2 separate regions of the Mus musculus genome follow, and region 1 is linked to region 2. The links are chromatin contacts, called in public HiChIP or PLAC-seq maps. All regions are on one chromosome and are shown on one strand. The core of a region is the stretch at or near the end of the contact, and the rest is flanking DNA. Distances in the headings are between cores, read along the strand shown.

The links. HiChIP or PLAC-seq counts read pairs in DNA pulled down with a chosen protein or histone mark.
Region 1: an H3K27ac HiChIP or PLAC-seq map of the NIH/3T3 cell line shows a contact between it and region 2, with 3 times the contacts expected there. The contact joins two enhancer-like sites. A contact is called at or near these places in 1 of 484 Hi-C or Micro-C datasets (embryonic fibroblasts) and 3 of 115 datasets of contacts at active chromatin or transcription factors (the NIH/3T3 cell line, astrocytes and embryonic stem cells).

What each region holds. Positions count from the first base shown.
Region 1 is chr14:47,982,149-47,987,679 of GRCm38.p6, forward strand. No RefSeq gene overlaps it. Among named protein-coding and RNA genes, the nearest start is that of 4930447J18Rik, 86 kb to the left of the region's middle. Within about 2 kb of position 1,378, at least 24 of the 459 cell types and tissues checked have an H3K27ac peak or open chromatin away from gene starts, as enhancers often do. A contact at or near this core is called in the NIH/3T3 cell line, where this site is marked.
Region 2 is chr14:47,774,185-47,779,784 of GRCm38.p6, forward strand. No RefSeq gene overlaps it. Among named protein-coding and RNA genes, the nearest start is that of 4930538L07Rik, 19 kb to the left of the region's middle. Within about 2 kb of position 2,262, at least 30 of the 459 cell types and tissues checked have an H3K27ac peak or open chromatin away from gene starts, as enhancers often do. A contact at or near this core is called in the NIH/3T3 cell line, where this site is marked.

The DNA of each region.
Region 1 (5,531 bases), core at 128-2,627, 210 kb after region 2:
TCTTGCTCTTTCTGGTCTTGCCCACCATCCCTCTCATTCCATCCATTCTCACACAGGATCCAGAGAGATCATCACTGGATTCAGATTGGGTTATACTCTTTCTTAACTAAGGAACTGTAGTTGCTCTTCATTTCCTTTGAACAAGATGTGAATGGTTTTTTGTTTGTTTGTTTGTTTGTTTGTTTTGGACAGGTCTTCATATAGCCTAGGCTAGCTTAAAACTTGATATATAGTTGAGGATTAAAATTCTGAGTCTCCTATTTCTACCTCCTGAATTCTGTACACTACCAAGTTGATTATGCAATGTTGGGAATTGAACCCAGGTGCTCATACATCTTAACATTTTACCAAATTGAGTGACACCCCAAGAATCCCTGAAGTCCAAATTCTGTAATGAAGCTTTTAAAAAGCCTCTTCCATGGTCTGGCCTCCACTTCTCTCCTTTTTGAATTTGTCATTTCTCTGAATCAATATAAAGATGATAGCAACAGTTATTGTTTGTGTTAGCTTCCCATCGCTGTGACAAAACTACCAGAGAAAAATAAACTTATAAAGGGAAAAGGTTTATTTTGTCTCACAGCTTTAGAGGTCCATAGTTGTCTGGGTCTGTGTTGGCACACGCAAAGGAAATATGGCAGAGGGGGTTCATCTCTCAGTAGGTGGAGGGCAAACTGCAAGGCTGGAAAGGTTCAGGATCTATAAGGACTGGTGGCCTGAGCTAAGTAAGCCCTGTACTTAAAATACATGCAGGTTTCCAGTAACCTTTTCTCCTTCACAACTGATGTTAAGACCTGCAATATAAAGTTAGAGGGAGCAGTTTTGAGGCATCAGGGATTAATTTGTTCCTCTAACACTCTATAGCACCATAATTCACCCAGCAAATACCTACTGAATTGACTGGAAGTCCCTAAATTGCTTTCCCCGTGACTCAGCTCAGGGCTGAGGCACAGTGATGAGGCAGAACACACTGGCATGGAAGTCAATCACTCTGAATTCTATTCCCAGCTTTTCTAAGAAAATAACGTGAACAATACCCACAAACTGGCCATGTTCCAGATGGTACCTAAGGGTTTCTTCCCTACCACTTCAGCAATAACTCTGACTCATCTTCTTATCTAATAGGTTCTCTCAAGCAAAATCCGAACATATAATTATGACCCAAACTCTCCCACACAGCTTTTCAGAGAATGAAGTTTAAATGTGCTCTCAAGGAGATAATGTCATGAGTGGGCACCACAGGTTAGATCTTCTCAAATACTTATGAAAAGACTCTATCAATGGAGCTGTTTCAAAATTATTACCATTACAGAGAATCCCAGTCCAATGTTGACTTAAAATCACTTCCAGCAAAATGGCTCAGCTTGGCAGTGGATCAAACCTGATGACCTGAGCTTCCTCCCCAGAGCCCATGTGGTCAAAGGTGACAACCAGTTCTCAAATGCTGTGACTCAGCATTAACATGTGTGCATGTGCTCACACACACACCACACACACTCACATGCTCACACATACTCACACAAATACTCATACTCACACATTCACACACAAATGCAAATAAAATTACATACACACCAACACACACATCAATACACACATATACACAGAAACACACATTCATACCTACACAGAAACACAGAAACACATACATTCATACATATACACAAACATACACATTCATACATACACACAAACACAATTACATACACACCAACACACATATCAATCACTCACATATACATACAAACACACACATTCATATACATTGTGTTAATAAAATAATCCCATATTTCTAGGGGATTGGACTGTTTTGCAAATACAACAACAACATCAACAGTAACAAAACTGGTCCTTTAATCTACATCTCATGCAAATTATTTAATGAATCCCTTTCTCAGAATGAGTACAAGTGTTTCCTTGTACCACATAATAACCAGCTGGTATCTGTGGCCAGCAGCAAACCCAGGGGACATTTTCCACTCATCAACTCAACTCAGGCCTTGGAAAACTACTAGCCAAACAACCTGAGTTTTATTTTTAATTTGCTACACTGTGTTGAATGCAAGACTCAGAGCATTTGCAGGACTTCTCACTGGGAATGCAATGCCATCTCTGTTCAGCCTGCAGGCTTGTGTGTTGCTGTTCTTTCCTGGTGGGTGTCCGAGAGACAAAGCAGGAAAATGTAGAGAATCTGAGGAAGTGTGACCCTATGAAGCAGTCCTTTCATCACATCTAACAGGCTTCTTTATGTCGTGTGCATTGTGCGTCTGCACTCCCCGACAGAGGCCGGGATTTGGTCTGTGGGTGAAATGCCATGCCAGTCTTTGCTTGCTTGGTGGCTGTTGCTTCATTACAGAGGCCAAGGAACAGAATTCAAAAGTCCTTTACCTGAAGCCTACAGAGGGGGAGAGCACAGGAGTTTTGAGGGAAGCCTACTCTTGACTTTACCTGGCCTCCCACAGCAGACACCTGGAACATGTTATCTAGGAAAGTTTGCTCTTGGTTAACAGAACTCCCAGGACACTTCATCTAGATAACTAAGATGCAAAAGGTTAAAGGTTTAAAGTAATGGCACTTGAGACATGTGCAGAGTTCAGTGGGAACATGAACTACAGCCAGATGAATATCAAGAACAGTAGAATTCATTGCTGCAAGCTGGCATAGCTATTGCTGCCACATACTGTCCTAAGGTAATGTGGTTGAAAGGAGACAGCTGATGGGCTGGGAAGCTAACAGATGTGGTCTTTGAGAACTACAACTGGTCATATTAAGGAGAGAGGGGGGGAGGGAGGGAGGGAGGGAGGGAGAGAGAGAGAGAGAGAGAGAGAGGGAGAGAGAGAGAGAGACCAGGGACACAAATGGGTAACGACAGATACTTGGGAAAATGGGTGAACACATACATTTGAATGAGTGTTTGTGTGTTGGAGGAGGAGAGAACAGTGAGGAAGTTTCTGGAAAGAAGGTAAGAAAAGGAGGTAGCTAAAGGTCCCGGGAGGCTTCTGTGTTCCAGTGCTCTTGCTTTTTATCAGGTAGGAGCTGGAAGGAGATGGCTTGGAACCAAGATGGCTTGAGCACATCTGGGTTCTCCACTTGCTCCTGTACCAGAGAAGAGTATGAGCAGGCCGTAGCTGGAGAACATTCCAGAATGTGGTATTTGACCAACCACTGTAATTACCCTGCAAAGGTCAAGAAGGGTAATGGCTAGGAGAAGGTCACTGGGTTTGGCAGTTGGAAAGTCAGTGAGGACCAGGCCCAGAATAGTGCTCTGGGTACAGCTGATGGCTGTGGTATGAGGAGGAAATTGTCTGGGGAGTAAAGGACAGACTCTAATTGTCCAAAGCACAGTAGTGTTTGTGGTTGTCACTCAGTCCAGGGAGTCTTGGCTCTGGGAGGAAGAAGCAGGATATAACCAACTCTTTGGGCTGAGAATGAGCACAGGATCCCCCGAGAGCTGTACTACGTGTGTGTGGCGGGGAGTGTGGAGGCGGAGCAGGAGGTTTGTCCTCTAATTGTGAGGATCCAAGCTGTTTCCCCATCACCCTTTACCTAGCTCAAGATTCCTTTCCTGGCTTGGCTGGCTTAGGGTTTTACTGCTGTGAACAGACACCATGACCAAAGCAACTCTTATAAAGGAAAACATTTGATTGAGGCTGGCTCACAGGTTCAGAGGTTCAGTTCATTATCATCATGGTGGGAACATGGCAGAGTCCAGGTAGGCATGGTGCAGGAAGAGCTGAGTTCTACATCTTCATCAGAAGACTGCTAGCAGATATTGACTTCCAGGCAGCTAGGAGGAGGGCATTAAAGCCCACGTCCACAGTGACACACCTACTCCAACAAAGCCACACCTCCTAATAGTGCCACTCCCTGGGCTAAGCATATACAAACTGTCACAGCTGCCATATTTCCTGAGTTTGCAGGGCATAGTTGTCCTTTGCTGTCCCAAGCAGTGAGAGGGAGGGAGGGAGGGAGGGAGGGAGGGCGAGAGCGCACGAGAGAGAGAGAGAGAGAGAGAGAGAGAGAGAGAGAGAGAGAGAGAGAGAGAGAGAGAGAGAGAGAGGGAGAGTCTCCGACTCCCACTTCTCATGGATACTAAAACATAAGGATGCTCCTCGTGCCTTGTATAAAATGGTGTCATAGCTACATATAAATTACGTGTATCTCTTAAAATACTTCAATCATCTCCAGATGATTTATAATGCCTGATATGAAATAAATATTCTATAAGCAGATGGTGTCCTATAATGGTTAAGGACTAATGACTAGGGAAAAGTCATACATGTTCAATTCATATATGCTCCCACCACCGGGATTTTCAATACAAAGCTGTTGAAGGGGGTGCCCAGGTGTGGTTCTGGTGAACATCAACAGGCTGGCTGTGCTCTGATTTTAGAGTTTTCAGCATGCAGTTTACAAAGAGGACCAGTTACAGTTCTCAGCATTTGGAGAGGAGCCCTGGAGCCCCCTGCCAGAGTTCTAAGGGGCGGGGAGGAGCTCTGAATTACTGTTAGCTATCCCTGACACAGGATTGCAAGGTCTTCAAAGGCGGAGTTACACCCCAGGGATCAGAGTGGTTTCAAATTCTGCTTCCCCACCCAGTGACAGAGCCATGCTGCTATTCTTTTTCATGGTCCTGTGACCCACCCAGCCACTGTGTAATCAATGTTTCCAGTCTTTTCCAAAATAAACATGTCCACGGTCATTTGCAATCAGGGAAATGAAAGTTTTCCATCTCTCTGTGGAAGCACCACTTAGTTTTGAAAACAAAGAATTTAGCAAAGGAATTTAATCTCTGGTTACTTTGTAATACATCTGTGGCACTAGACCCTAAGAGATCAGTTCTTTTCTCATCTTCTTTTAGGTTCAGTTAAATTCGTCACTGCCTGGCCCCCCACTCATTTCTGCTTTGTTCAGAATTATCAAACAGAATGGCTAGAGAGTAGGACCGTAACTGTATCCCATTTCAGGATTAAGCAATGAGGAAACGGGAGCCAAGACTGGAAATGAAAACGTCCTTGCAAATGATCAAGTGAAGATAGGACTTAAAACCCACAGCTGCCATTGTGCCAGGGAATTGTCTGCCCTCTTTGAACGAACTGCTGAGGGCTGCTTTGCATTTATATCAGGTTTTAAAGATAATAAATGCCATTCTTCCTGTTCAAATGAAATGTAATTTCACAACTGCTTTGAAGATAGCCCCTCTTTCTTTGTATCTGTGGAAACGAACAACCTCTTGCCCCGACACATCCCCAGCATCATACCTGTTTAGTATAAAAAGGGTTTGTTTGCTCTGGCTGACTAGTGATTTTATTTTAGAAAGAAATGACTGATTAAGAGTGGCGCAGACACCAGGATCAAAGCTTGCTCTTCGTACAATATGCTGGGGTGTCAGAGGCAGCCAAGCTGGTTATGTATCCACTGGGCTAAATTAGTGTCATTATCACCTCAGTAAAGCTTAGATATTAGTGTGTGCTGTGCTAAAGAACCCAATTACAGTATCTGCTGGACGACGTATTAAATGACACCATTTAATT
Region 2 (5,600 bases), core at 1,012-3,511:
CAGGGTTTCTCTGTGTAACCCTGACTATCCTGAAACTCACTCTGTAGACCAGGCTGGCCTCAAACTCAGAAATCTGCCTGTCTCTGCCTCCCAAGTACTGGGATTAAAGGTGTGTGCCACCCCTGCCCAGCTATTAACTAGGTCTTAACATTTTACCTAGGCCTTAACATTCCATCTAGGCCTTAATATTTTACCTAGGTCCTAACACTGGAAATTGAACCCAGGTCCCCTGGAAGAGTAGCCCGTGCTGGTAACCACTGAACCATCCCTCTCCCGGGCCTCCATCAGGTAATTCTTCACTAGACCTAACCAGAGATAGTAGACTGTGATGCTCCTGAACCGATCCGTCTCCATCCTCCTTTGCCGGGCCTCACAATAACTCACCAAGGTCCCAAGACCATCCATTGTCACTTGGCTGAAGGGTCCTGCCTGTAAGACAATTAAATACTTAAACCGGTCAGTTAAAAAGAACCACCCCAGCCCCACTCTTTAGGCTGTGGGTTGCTTAGGCTGTTCATCGGCTTCCAGCTCCAGCTCAGCTATAAATTAGCTGTGATCTCGTAAGCCCAAAGGCAAAGCTTGCCATGGCTTTTTGCATCGCATTCTTCTGCGTGGGCTATTTTCTCTTGAGGCCGCAGGATGAATCTGCTTCCACAGAGAAGGCAATGGCTCCCTTAAAGTGTTGATTAACTGCATACATGAGGTTGCTCTTCCCCCCCCCCCCCAAACATTAAAAAAATATCCATACATACCGTACTCCAGGAGCTGCCTGAAAAGCGCAGGTGAAACACATCAACACAGCCATCTCCAGGATTCGGGAGCTGGCAGGTTAAACGAACATTTGTAATTCATGATAAGTGGACGGCAGTCACATTTGTGCAGCGTGCTCAGTGCTCAGAGAGGGTCTCAACCTTCAGCTCCACCTGGGGGAGGTGCTGTCTGGAAGAGCTGCCCAAAGAAGAGTCCCGAGCTGAGTCCTGACAATAAATAAGATTTTTCTGAGTGCAGAGCGGGGAGGCTGGGAACATCCTGCAAGTGTAATTTGTTGTTCAGTGAGAGTCCTTCGCAGGCTAAAGATGATCTATTAGAAGGGAGAAGGATAACACCATGAGTTCTTTCTTTTGTGATGTAAAAATAAACAGCACTAATATTTAGTGTGTGACTCACATTCGGATACGTATCGTTTATCAGCAAGATGACTTGCAACTTATGACAGCTTGACGTGGGGCATTTGAATTTCTAAAGGTACAGAAGCCATACACAATCTGATAGTCTCTCAGGCTGGTGGTAGATGGTGGCATGGTCTCTAACAGCACTGGGCAAAAGGCAGTGAGGAGCAGTTCTGGGTCAGGCACTGCATTACAAGGGAGACACAGAAGTTAAGAGAGTCAGCAGGCTAGGTGTATGGAACGGCAGGATATTTTCAACTTAAAGTGAATTCATAGGCGTGAAACCCTACCATAGGCCAAGAAACATCCATGCCTTGGCAGGCTGCATGCTCAACAGTGCTTGACTAAAGAGCTGCTACAGTCAACCACACTTGGAACCACTGATGCAAAACTTAGAGGTTCAATTTCTGGCTCCCACCTCAGGCTTTGACAGTGTCAAGAATAGTATGTGTGTATGTGTGTGTGATGTGTGTGTGTGTGTGGTGTATGTGAGTGTGTGCATAAGTGTGTGTAAGTGTGAGTGTGTGTATGTGTGTGAGTGTGTGGTGGGTGTGTGAGTTTGTATGTATGTATGTATGCGTGTGTGAGTGTGTGTGTTTCAGTATGTGTGTATATGTGTGTGTGTGTGTGAGTGCTTGTATGTATGAGTGTATGTATGGTGTGTGTGAGTGTGTGTATGTGTGTGTGTGTGTGTGTGTAAGTGTGTGTAAATGTGTGAGTGTGTGTATGTGTGTGAGTGTGTATGTATGTATGCATGAGTGTGTGTGTTTGAGTATGTGTGTATATGTGTGTGTGGTGTGTGTGTACATGCTAGTGTGAATGTGGAGGCCAGACGCTGATGTTAGTCATCTCCTTTTATTTTTCCATGTCGTTTTTCTTAAACAAACAAACAAACAAACAAACAAACCCCCTTTAATTGTTCTTTTTTGAATTTTACATCATGCACCCCAATCCTACTCATATCCACCATGTACCCTTGGGACCTCTCCACCAAGAGATAAAAAAGAAGTCTCAGTGTGGAAGCTGTAATGCATCACTGTGTGTCATACAGTGTACCATTTGTCCACACCCCTTTACTTGCGAATGTTCATTGCAGTGAGTCATTGGTCTGGTTCCAGGCCTCTGGCTTCTTCCACACCATCAATACTGGATCCTCACTGGGACTCCTCCCTGATAGCCTGTTGATCCTGTGCTTGGGATCTGCAGGACCAGTGCCTTCGTGCACTCCAGCAGTTCATAGATGAGGTAGATGTTGGGCCAATTCAAACCCCGGATCTGGGCCTGGGTGGTAACTGAGCTGGACAGCATGCCAACTCTCTGACACCCAGACCTCCAGGGTGAGCTCTCCAGGACTGCCCTGGCTTATCCAATGCTGTAACTGGCAAGAAGCAAAACCAGCTCTCCCATTCTCATGACCTTGGGACCAACTCTCCCCTCTGTCACAGTTGGTGAGGGAATCAAGTGGTGGAGCCAGCCCTCCCGTGCTCATGCCCTCTGGCCGGCTCACCCTGCAACCAGGATCAGCTCTACTTTGTTTCCTGAGTGAGGGACGGGCCAGCTCTCCTTCTCTTCCAAGGAGTGAGGCCAGCTCTGCACAACCCTCAAATATCAAATGGCTCCAGGCAGCAGCTCAGAACAGGGGCATCTGCCTGACATTTTTTGGATCACAGAACCCTGCTGCTGCAGGGTTATGGACCACATATGAACCTTGGGGGCAGCACTGGGCAGGACCTCACCATGGCTTTAGGTGGTATCCCGGGCTACCCACATCAGGCTGTTCCTCACTACCCTCAAGTCTCCAGTTCCCCCTCTCCTCACTGTGCCCACATCCTTCTGTTTCTCCTCCTCTCCCATCTCTCCTGTACTCACTTGCTCTTCTTAGCGCCACCTGGGGCCTCTGGGTGTAGAGTTGTCTCAGGAGTGCAGTACCGGAGACCAGTGGGACCCAGGCACCCAGCAACTCCACCCGACCCGTGGCATGGATTTCTTCCAGTCTAAGCTGGAGCCCTGAGCAGACCTTGGGAGTGAACTCCACAGCCAGTCCCAAAACACCCAGAGGAAGCTCCACTTCCAGGCACTCTAACACTTCCAGGATCATAGGATCAGAGGTGCCCCAAGCAGACCTTGGGCACTAACCCTGCAGCCAGTCGCACAACACCCAGAAGAAGCACCACTCCCAGGTGCTCTAACACACCCAAGACCACAGGATCCCAGGATCCCAGGAGCTTGGTCACACCAGGATCTCAGGGTCCCAGAGGCAGCTTGATTCCCAGGAGTTCTGACACAGGATCACAGGAAGGACAGGCTCCAGTCAGATATAGCGAGGGCAGGTAGCACTAGAGATAACCAGATGGTGGGAGGCAAGTATAAGAACATAAGCAACAGAAAACAAGGTTTCTTGGCATCATCAGAACCCAGTACTCCTACCACAGCAAGTCCTGGATACCCCCCAACACACTGGAAAAGCAAGATTCGGATTTAAAATTATATCTCCTGATGCTGGTAGAGGATTTTAAGAAGGACATAAATAACTCCCTTAAAGAAATACAGGAGAACACAGTTAAACAGGTAGAAGTCCTTAAAGAGGAAACACAAAAATCCCTTAAAGAATGGCAATCTCACCTGAGTCCCAGGGTCTCAGGGAGACTGGAGGACTCCACTCCCTGGAGGCAAGCTCTCCCCTGGCAGTGAAGGTGCACAGAGGGCTGTGGAACAGCTCCAGCTATTTTGAAAATTTTAAAATGTACTTACTGATAAAATAATTTCTCTCCTAGAAACACTGATAATCTTTTTAAAGTAAGCGTAATAGTTAGACAATGTACACAGATATATAATGCTATTTAAATACTCTCTCACTGTGTCAGGTGATATCATATAAGGGCTTTTGAATATATTTCTTAATGATTCATCTTTAATATTTTATGCTTTTTTACTATGCTTAATTCCCAAAGAATATTTTGTATGTTTTAAAACAAGTTAGTATTCAACATTAGATGTAGGATCTCCAGTTATAGATAGTATTAAATATTCATTAATGATATTTTAGGGTATGAAAGATATGAATATAAAGAACAAATTTTTTATGTATTATTTGATTCTCAAAATACTCAATATTATTAATATGTTTGATATGTAAAATGCACTTAAATAATAAAATAAAATTAAGGAAAAAAAAAGGGTGTGCAGTGCCCCGCTCTTGCCATATGACACTGGGCTCGGGGTTGTCTCGGGCTTGCTCTGCCACTGTCTTGTTTTTAAAAAACATATTTCTTTGCGACTGTTTTGTATACGTATATCACGGTTTTGGTCGGTTTCACCTTCCCATCATCCTCTCTCACCTCCCTTTTTATTTTCAAAAAGTCCATACTTTCATGATATTTATTTATTTATTTATTTATTTTTATTTATTTATTTATTTATTTATTTATTTATTTATTTATTTATTGCTTGCATTCCCCCCCTTAATTTTGATACAGAGTCTTTCACTGAACTTGGAGCTCATTAATTTGGCTAGTCTGACTGGCCTGCAAGCTCCAGAGATCTGCCCATCTCTGCCTTCCCAGCATAGAAATTACAAAAGAAGTAGGTCTAGGGCTGAAGAGATGAATCGGTGGTTAAGAGCACTGGCTGCTTTTCCAGAGGATCTAGGTTCAATTCCCCGCACCTACACTTTGGCTCACAACTGTCTGTGACTCCAGTTCCAGGGCTTTTTTCTGGCCTCTGCACATAGCACACATATACATGCAGGCAAAATAACCATACACATAAAACTAACATAATAATAATAATAATAATAATAATAATAACAATAAAATTAGCGAAATTACTTTTAGTGTGTGTTTAGTTAAATTTAATATATTTCAAATATCCTGTCAAGATAAGATTATTAGTCAATATTTTTCTTTTTGTGATGCTGAGGATCAAAGCCAGCTCGCCCCCCCAACCCTGTATTCTGGGGAAATACTCTACCATTGAGCCACATCCTACCTCCACCCTATTATAAAAGATTATTAAAAGAGATTTTTTTTTTGTGAGAAATCTTTGAAATCCTATGTTTTATCTGACGCTTATAACAATCCTGACTTGAAATAGCCAGGTTTTGAGTGACCAGTGGGCACCTGTGGCTAGCAGCAAGCCACGGTGCGGGTCCAGCAGTGTCAGGTCCTTCCTACCTCAGCTCTGCAGAGGAGGCTACAAAGATAAGGGAGCGGAGAATCAGGCACTCAAGTGCATCTGGGGAAGGCGTTGTATTCTAATCCGTCCTGAATGCCTTAGTCATTACAACTCTCTAGATCAGTAGTTTCATCTGTCTGGTTTAATCAGAGAGAACAAGCAACGGCAGGGACGGTTCCTCTTCAACATCCTGTCACCATTTATGTGACACTCCCGCCCCCACCCCACTTCTGGAGTTGGCTGACCAGGGGCTCATTT